3 separate regions of the Mus musculus genome follow, and all the other regions are linked to region 3. A link is a contact called in public HiChIP or PLAC-seq and promoter capture Hi-C data. All regions are on one chromosome and are shown on one strand. Each heading gives the region's core, a stretch centred on a gene start, on an enhancer-like site or on the middle of the called end of the contact. The rest is flanking DNA. Distances are from core to core; before and after follow the strand shown.

Region 1 (2,700 bases), core at 136-2,635, 640 kb before region 3:
TCCTGCTATCAATAGAGAACCCTACTCTGCTCCTTTCAAGAGCCCCCCACAACGGCCTGCAGAAGGGTCAGGTGGCTTCCTGCTCTGCCCTGGTTGGAGGAAGGGAAGATCCCAGAGGCTAAGAAAGGGCAGGTGAAGTTACAGACCTTAATCCACTTCCTCTTAGCTCTTACCATTGCCCAGATGTGGACCACCCTGCCTGTCCATTAGCCTCTACCCACCCCTCCCCAATCTGGACATAATTATAGTCATTATCCTGGGATATTATTACCAATTCTATAAACAGCACACTCTATGTAAACAGCATAGGTAACTGCTTCTGAACATAATTACAGGAGATGTTTCCAGACCCCGCAATTGCATCAGAGTAAATGATAGCTTCCTTTCCTATCGTTAATACTCCGATATTAGGGACCTATCAGTGCCAATTAGTCAAACTCCAGCAGTGAGGGGCTGAGGACCTTACATTCCTCCCACTGCCTCAAGATCCCTTCTAGGAGAAAATGGATTCAAACCCTTTCCTACCCCTTCTTAGCCTCTGAACTCTACCCTCCCACTGCACACCGGCTACTTCTCCAGGGGTAGGAAACGTAAGGAAAGTCAAGGTTTCCAAGGATACCAAGAAAGCTGCAGACAGTAGACTCTGCTGGACACCGCTGTGTGCAGGTGTCTGCCCGCAAGAACAAGCAGATTCCTTCAACAATTGAACAGGACATCTGCTGGTCTTAGGACCCAGCCAATAGACCTGAAATGGGCTGAGTGGTGTCCAGAGTCATTACAGGCACCTAAGCTAGGCCTGGGTGCTATATCAATGATGCTAGATGCTACAGGCCACCAGCTAGTTGGCTCTCGGTCCCTTCTTTATCTCCTGTTCTCACTGCTTCCTCTTTCTGCCTGCCCCTCCCCTTTCCACTCTCATCTGCTCTCCAGCATTGCAGTCCGCTGCCCGCCCCCACCCCTTCTTCCTGTCCCTGTTGTGTCGTTGGGTGGTATCTCTCCAGAAGGGCGGGGGTGGGGAGGGTGGAGCAAAGGGCGAAGGCCTGGCTAGGCTTTTGGAATCTTTCGCTGTCCTCACACAGGGGCGCCTCTGAGGCTGGGCCTTGAAGTCTGCGGATTTTCCGCTTGCTTCTATCCGCAGACACAAAGGCCAGTCCTGGCGTGCGCGGGAGAGAGCGCTCGCACCCACGACTGTGAGCACACATACACAACTGCACAAAGACGTGCTACCTCTACACACACACACACACACACACACACACACACACACTCTCTCTCTCTCTCTCTCTCTCTCTCTCTCTCTCTCCACACCCCACCTCCCGACAGGCTCGCGCGCACAGCCGTGCACACGCACCAGCACTGGCACGCGCTTGCGTGCACGCGCTCCCGTGGACCAGCCGCGGCCGGCCACGCAGCCCTCACTCTCTGGGCGCGCACACGCAGAGCCGCGCACGGAGGCATACACGCGCGCTCACACCCGCACGCTCCACGCCCCTGGCGGCGGCCTGGGCGCTGTGCTGCTCGAGCGACGGGCGGGGACCCGGGCGGGGGCGGCGGCGGCGACAGCGGAGGAGGCGGAGCGGGGTAGCCGGGAGCGGGCTGGCCCGCGCTTCTCCTGGCGGCCGGGGATTTTCCAGCCTGGACGCTGACGCCGCGGACCTCCCTGCGGCCGCCGCGGACCATGGGCGACAAAGGGACACGGTGAGTGCGGGTGGCCGCCCTGTCCCACGCGCGCGTGGGGACGACCTGGGCGAGGGCACGGGCGGAGGTTCCAGTCAGCGTCACCCGGGATCTGGCACTCTGTTGTCCTCCCAAGTCTCTTGTGTGGTTCTCTGGCCAGAACCATGTGTACCGAGGCACCCAGGGTGGGCCACCCCATTGGGTTCACGGCTCCTGGCCGAGACGAGCTCACACACCCAGCCCTGGTCGATAGACTTCAGGACGCTCTGGGGCAGGCTGACACACAACACACAAGCTCATAAACACATGAGCACCCTTCTGCAGGCACACACTGACAGTCGTTGCCACACTTCGCATTTGTGACACGACGACGTCACATACGGTCTCTCACGCACACACCAGTCTGTCAACACATTCTTGCTGTCAGTCCTGTTAGCATACACAGGTCCCACTCGAACACGCACCAGCTCTAACAACACCCTCGTGTTGCTACACACATGCGGGCATACACCGACATACGTAGCCTGGCACTTGGGTGCTGCAAAGCACGGTCTAAGCTAGTACGTGCAGTCTGTCAACCCTCTCTGACGTGACACGATGTGGCCACAGGTCTTAGTGACACATCAAGGCTAACCACACACATGCAAGGCATAAAATGCCTGCAGGGACTGACATCCTCAGAGCAGTGGATACACTCACTTCTGACTCCTCATAGCAGGGCCGGGAACACAGGTCACAGAGTGGAAGGCTCTGAGACCTGGAAGGCAGGTCCCCATTCACATGGCTTTCTTCCCCTCTGTCCTCCAAAGCACATAGCTAGGGGCTCCATGTAGCTGAGGGAGGGTGACGGGAACTGTTTTGTAGAGCTTGCCTTGAGAGGAAAGGTTAGGCCCTCGAAATGGAAACTAGGTCAAAGTAGGAGGGCTAGGGAGGGGCAGGGAAGCTCGTGGGGTCAACCCTTATGACCAGACTGGTTCACCTTCCTGGCCCTTGAGAGTCTCCTTGCCATCTTCTCTGGCCCCT
Region 2 (2,700 bases), core at 11-2,510, 550 kb before region 3:
GGGGAAGCGCAGCGCAGGCGGCGCGCGTCGGGTACGCGCTCGGTGGCGTTGTGCAGCCAGGCCAGCAGGGGGCGCGAGGTGCACCCACAGCTCAGTGGGTTGTCCGCCAGCAGCAGGCGCGGCTGGGGCAGGTCGCCATCGCGCTCAAGCGCGCTCAGCTCGTCCGGGCCCAGGCCGGCCAGCGCGTTGACACGCGCATCCAGCTGCTCCAGGCGGGGCAGGCGCAGCGCGGCGAGTGGCAGGCGGCTCAGCGCGTTGCCTACCAAGCCCAGCAGGCGAAGCTCGGCCAGGGGGGCCAGAGCGGCGTCCAGTGCATCCAGCATCCCGGGGCTGCCTCGAGCCAGCGCGTGATTGAGCTGTAGTGAGCGCAGCGCAGGCAGCCCGCGAAAGGCGCGGTAGCCCAGGGCGCGTAGCGGGTTGTGGCTTAGGTCGAGTGCCGCCAGGCTGGGCAACCCGTCGAAGGCACCGTCCTCTACTACCTCGATGTTGTTGTGTGTGAGGCGCAGCGCGGTAAGGAGCGGTAGGCGCACGCCGTCCGTCGCCCCCTCGCCCCCTCCCGCGAAGGCTGCGGCGCGCAGCACGGTCAGGTTGGCGCCCACGATGGTGAGGTTGCGCGCGTCGGGTGGCACGTCCCGGGGCGGCTGCCGGAGCTCCGCGCCCGACGCGCAGCGCAACATTAACCGGGGGCTGCCGAAGCAGTAACACTGGAAGGGACAGGGCGCGGCGGGCCGGCTCAGCGCCGCCGCCAAGAGCAGCAGCCCTGGCAGCGGGCTCCAGAGCCCCCGCTGTCCCGCGCGCGGGGCCATCGCGGCCGTCCCCGCATCCAGCCCCCGGCCCGCAGCGCTCACCAGTGAATTGGGAGCGTTTGGAGATGATGGGATGGGGGTGGCACGGGAAGGTGGCTGTGGGCTAGACCTTGACCCGGAGCAGCTGACAGTTCCGACCGGTCCGTCCTCCAGCTTGTAAAGTCCGAGGAGCCTTCACTTTGATGGCTGGGGGCTACAGGGGTCAGGCGGGGAGCGGAGCCCCCCGCCCTCGCTGCCCTCGTCGCCCTGCGCTCCGGCCTCCGACTTCCGCGGCTGTTCCGGGCTCCGAGCCGAGTGGGCAGGGTTTGCCTCCCCCTCCCCGCCTCCTGGCCGCCTCCTCCGCCCCCAGCGGAGTCTCCGCACCTCCTCGCAAGGGAGGCGGGGTGGGAGGCTCCGGAGATGCAGGCTTAGGGCCGCTGCGCTCTCTTGCTCCCCTGCTCTCTAGTTCACGAGCTGCTGAGAAGTTTGGCTCCCCAAGCTCTGACTTGCTTCTTTCCCCACCCCCTTCGTTTAGGCAGCTTCTTTCCTCCTCCCTCCGAAGCACACGTGGGGCGGGGCCCTCAGGGCTGACCTGGCAGGTGGATCTGTGCACCCAGAGAAGGTGGGAGAGTTTAGAGCTGTCCCTAGAAAAGGAGGCAGGGCTGAGGGGTGGGCTGACAAAGTTACTCTTCTTGTAGTCAAGGAAAGGAGCTGTGCTAAGGGAGCGAGCCTGGAAAATCCCTAGCCTTGGATGTCTCCTTTGCGAACCCAGTTCCCTTAGGCTGTGTCTAAAACTCTGCAGGTCCTGTGTGTCCAGTCTTTTATCGACCCTCTTCTATGTTCTAAAACACCCTCTGTCCCCACATCTCCCGCGCCCTAATTCAGGCTGCTCTGCCTCTGCCAAGACCACTCCCATTGGTTCCACCTTTCAGGCTGGGCCCCTCCTAGGCTCAGGGAGCGGTGGGTGGAGTGATTCAGCTCTTTGCTTGCCCACCCCGCCCCAGCACTGAGTACTGCCAGGATACTGTGCCCCTTCCCCTCCAAATTGCCCTACCAGTCAATATTGAGTGGTGTGCCGGTTGGGGAGAGGGCTCTAGGAGCAGGAAAATCAGGAACTGATTTTGTAGTGGAGGGTGGGGGTGTGGTAAAATCCAGGGCTGAGGTGGGGGCTGAGCTGTTAATAGGCTTGTTTTGTTTTGTTTTGTTTTTCTTTCTTTCTGGGTTTTACTTATTTACTTTTTTTTTCCTCCAGAATTGAGAAGCTCAAGACCTGATTTAAAGAGACAGACTCCAGAGGAGGGAGCATTCCTGGTCTTGGCATGAATTATTCAGGTTGGAGAAGCTGACATTTGATCTGCAGGCCATTCGAGTATCTTACTTGGCAGAGCTGGTTGGGATAGAGGCTCCCCTCCTCCCCATAAGCATCAGTCAGTCTCTTTCTCCTGAACTGAAGACTACTGGTTGGTTTCTTCCCTGAAGTTGCATTTAGAAGATCGACCAGCAAATTGAAACCACTTTCTGAGGCATATCCTGCATTCCCTGGGTCTCAGGCAAATACCAACACTAAGGACCAGGCTGGTGATCTTGCTGGACTCCCTCAGCTCATATTGACCTAGTCCTGTCTCCATGATAACCTCCAGATGCTAGCAGATGACAGTAGTAGCTTTTAGAGCTGGACATGTCTGTATACATGGCCACCTGAGTTTACACACGTGTGCCTCTACACAAAAAGGCAAACTTTACACAAACAGACTTACACATGCCCATGTGTGGTCTATCAAATTTATTCTTACTTGGATGTGCATGCATGTGCACGGGAGGCTTGCACACAGCAGTTCCAAACAAATGTGTCTCACATAGACACATGCAGGCACATTCGTGCCTGTGTACATAGCGGCTTTGAGTGTAACCTGGT
Region 3 (2,700 bases), core at 65-2,564:
AAACAAACAAAGAAAAAAAGAAAAGAGAAACGAGATTCCCAGTCTCCCAATGGTGCTTAAGACTGGCCTTGAGGGCACCTGGCATGTAAGCGGTGCACAGACATCTACAGAGGCAAAACTCTGAATGCTGATTTCTGGGCCCCACTCTGGGTCTTTTGAATCCAAACCTCCCAGGAGGAGCCCACCGCCCTCGGTGTGCAGACTGGAGCAGCGCATACTGGGGTAATCGGGATGACGGCTCTCAGAGGTGGTGTCCAGCTTAGGGAGGAACGGCTGGATAGAAACCTGCCACACAGAAACAACACAACAAGGATGTGTTCTGAAGGAGATTAGCAATTATGCACAAAAAGCCCACCACGTGGCAATCTTGTTTTTCCCTAAGCACGTATTAGGTAATCATATCCTAATATTCTGTGATGGAAATTACTCACCTTGGAAATACTGCAGTAGATCTTTGCGAGAATTGTGAGGGAGCTCATCTGAGTGTGTTCGTTGTGTGACCTCCGCTAGTGAAGAGAGCTTGGATAAGTGGTTGCTACAGAGTCCCTGAGAGGCAGATCCCTATTTCTGTCATCAACAGGAAAATGACACTTATCAGCGTCTCTTCTATATCAACAGAAACAATTTTTAATATCATCAGAAACAATTTGGATGTGGACCCAGTGGCTGGAAAACAAGTGTTCTGGGACAGACACCAGTTAAGAAGTGAGTGGATACAAGTTGAGACCGGGCATGTGACACAGACTACTGAGGGGGGAGATGCCTGCTAGAGTACGTGGATTCTGAGACCAAGCTCTGACCGAGCTCTGCGCTGACTTGCTTGCTGAGTGTAGAATCACCTCCCCAATTTGGGCGTCTGCAAACTGAAAACAGGGTATGTCTTAGAATCAGATGTTTTCTTTGGCTATTCCGGTTTTAGTATTTTGGATTCTGAAAACACTTCTAATCTTACCGTAACCCTGTGAAGAGCGAGTGCAGGAATGGTGGTACCCATAGACAGGAAACCAAGGCCCCAGAGAGGAGCTGCCCAGTGCCACACAGCTACACAGGTACCAAGCCCGACTCCACCAAAACCTAGCGCTTGGTCTGGGTGTTTGGAAATCAGCTTTTCGCTAGGTTGGCTGAGACTTAAAGGAGACACAGACGAGAAAAATTCTGTCTGGGATCCAGGAAGCAGGTGGTTCCCCGCAACCGCACCCGGTTAAGGCTAAGGAGCTGGGCGGAGGCGCCCCAAGACAGCCAACGCTGAAGCTGGAGTGCTAAGGCAGGGCGGGGCCAGAGGAGGGACACCCTGGGAAGGAAAAGGGAGCCAGAGCCAGTAGGCGTGCAGAGATCTGAGAGCACTGAGCGCATCTGGGCATTATTGCAGTGTTCACCGGAGACAGATCGTAGAGGCGGGTAAGGCGCTACAGGGTTGGAAAAGCTATCCATAGTCCGGGCAAGACGTGCAGGGTTTCGGTGTTTTCCTTCAGAGGGGGGACCCGACGTGGGGTGCTGCTAAAACACAGAGTGGATCTTCCTTAGTGAGAAAAGCAGGTATTCCCAGGAACTATAGGGATTAGAGAGTTTCGCTGCGCATGGAAAGTCGTGTGTGGTCCGAAGGCGCTCTCCCAGGCTTTCCTCCAGGCAGCAAAGGCTCCTCCTCTCCTACCGATAAGAGGACACTCACAGGTCTGCAGCGGGACACTCACGGAAATAACATTCCAGGAGTCAGTCTTGCTCTACCAAAGCTGCGGGCTCTGCAGAACTGCCCTACCCATTCTACTCCACTGTGACCAGCCCTCGGCGATCAGATCCTCCGAAATCCCGGGACGGGCTGAAGCATCTTCCGCTGTTAGTAGCAATTCTAGGTTGAAAGTCAGGAGTCTTGGGTTCTAGTTTTCAGGTAGTGTAAATTGATGCAGGTCAACCATGGCTTTGTGCCTTATGCTTTCTTAGGTCACCTCCTGTAAAATGGGTCTCCTGCTCCAGTTGCCCCCATGTAATCCAATTAGGGCAAAGGGGAATGTTTGGGAGGTGTCTCAGCCAGTGTGTTAGAGCCCCGGGAAGCAAAGTCCTAATCTCTGCCTCCTTCTCTTTATTAATTTGCATGGGAGGAAACTGAGGACCCAGGATAATCTTATCACCAGGGACCATATTGAATTAGAACCAGTGTTTCCTCACTCCTAGCCCAGGACTCTTATTTCACGTACAGATATCGAATAAACTCATTCTCTCTGGCTCCAGCCACTCTGTAAATTGCAAATGGAGGGGTGCGATAACTGGAGGCATTAAAAACTGCCTTTAAAGTCTGTTGACTCCCGGAAGATGAAAACCGACTAGCAACTTTCTTCAGTTCAAATTCCTCAGGGCATGTTTTCTATCTGTAACGCAGGGGAGCTTGAAGTACCTTCTAAGAGGGAGGCAGGCAAGACCAAGAACCTCCATCCTATGCTTGGCTACACAGACTGGCCAAGTAGGGGCAGGGAAGGCACTTGTAAATGGCAAGGACCTGCAGGATTCATCAGAAAGGGTGGGACACAAAGGAGGTGGGCGACCCTTGGTGGCTGTGGGCTGTGAGAGGGCACAGCAGAAGGTAGGCACTTGGGATGACTGCTCTCAGAGGTGAGCTGAGCCATGGATGGCTATGGGAACAATGTGAGCAGGGTTCCCAGTAACTTTCTCATGCCTGCTCCGCCTATTGTCTCCCCCAGTTCTCAC

The links. Promoter capture Hi-C pulls out the DNA fragments that hold promoters and counts their contacts. HiChIP or PLAC-seq counts read pairs in DNA pulled down with a chosen protein or histone mark.
Region 1: an H3K27ac HiChIP or PLAC-seq map of bone marrow-derived dendritic cells shows a contact between it and region 3, with 2.6 times the contacts expected there. The contact joins the promoter of Arrb1 here to the promoter of Kcne3 in region 3. A contact is called at or near these places in 2 of 115 datasets of contacts at active chromatin or transcription factors (bone marrow-derived dendritic cells and microglia).
Region 2: a promoter capture Hi-C map of embryonic stem cells shows a contact between it and region 3, with 4 times the contacts expected there. The contact joins the promoter of Tpbgl here to the promoter of Kcne3 in region 3. A contact is called at or near these places in 1 of 39 promoter capture datasets (embryonic stem cells), 1 of 484 Hi-C or Micro-C datasets (B cells), 1 of 115 datasets of contacts at active chromatin or transcription factors (embryonic stem cells) and 1 of 9 other capture datasets (adipose tissue).

The regions. Positions count from the first base shown.
Region 1 is chr7:99,534,101-99,536,800 of GRCm38.p6, forward strand. It overlaps Arrb1 (arrestin, beta 1), which reads left to right and starts at 1,386. Exons shown (of 16, transcript NM_177231.2): 1 at 1,386-1,698. The coding sequence starts at 1,679.
Region 2 is chr7:99,625,843-99,628,542 of GRCm38.p6, forward strand. Tpbgl (trophoblast glycoprotein-like) reads right to left here and starts at 1,261. Exons shown (of 1, transcript NM_001195529.1): 1 at 1-1,261. The coding sequence starts at 806.
Region 3 is chr7:100,177,369-100,180,068 of GRCm38.p6, forward strand. Kcne3 (potassium voltage-gated channel, Isk-related subfamily, gene 3) reads left to right here and starts at 1,315. Exons shown (of 4, transcript NM_001360467.1): 1 at 1,315-1,398. Gm51453 (a long non-coding RNA gene) reads right to left here and starts at 1,323. Exons shown (of 3, transcript XR_003946660.1): 1 at 953-1,323; 2 at 432-863; 3 at 16-285.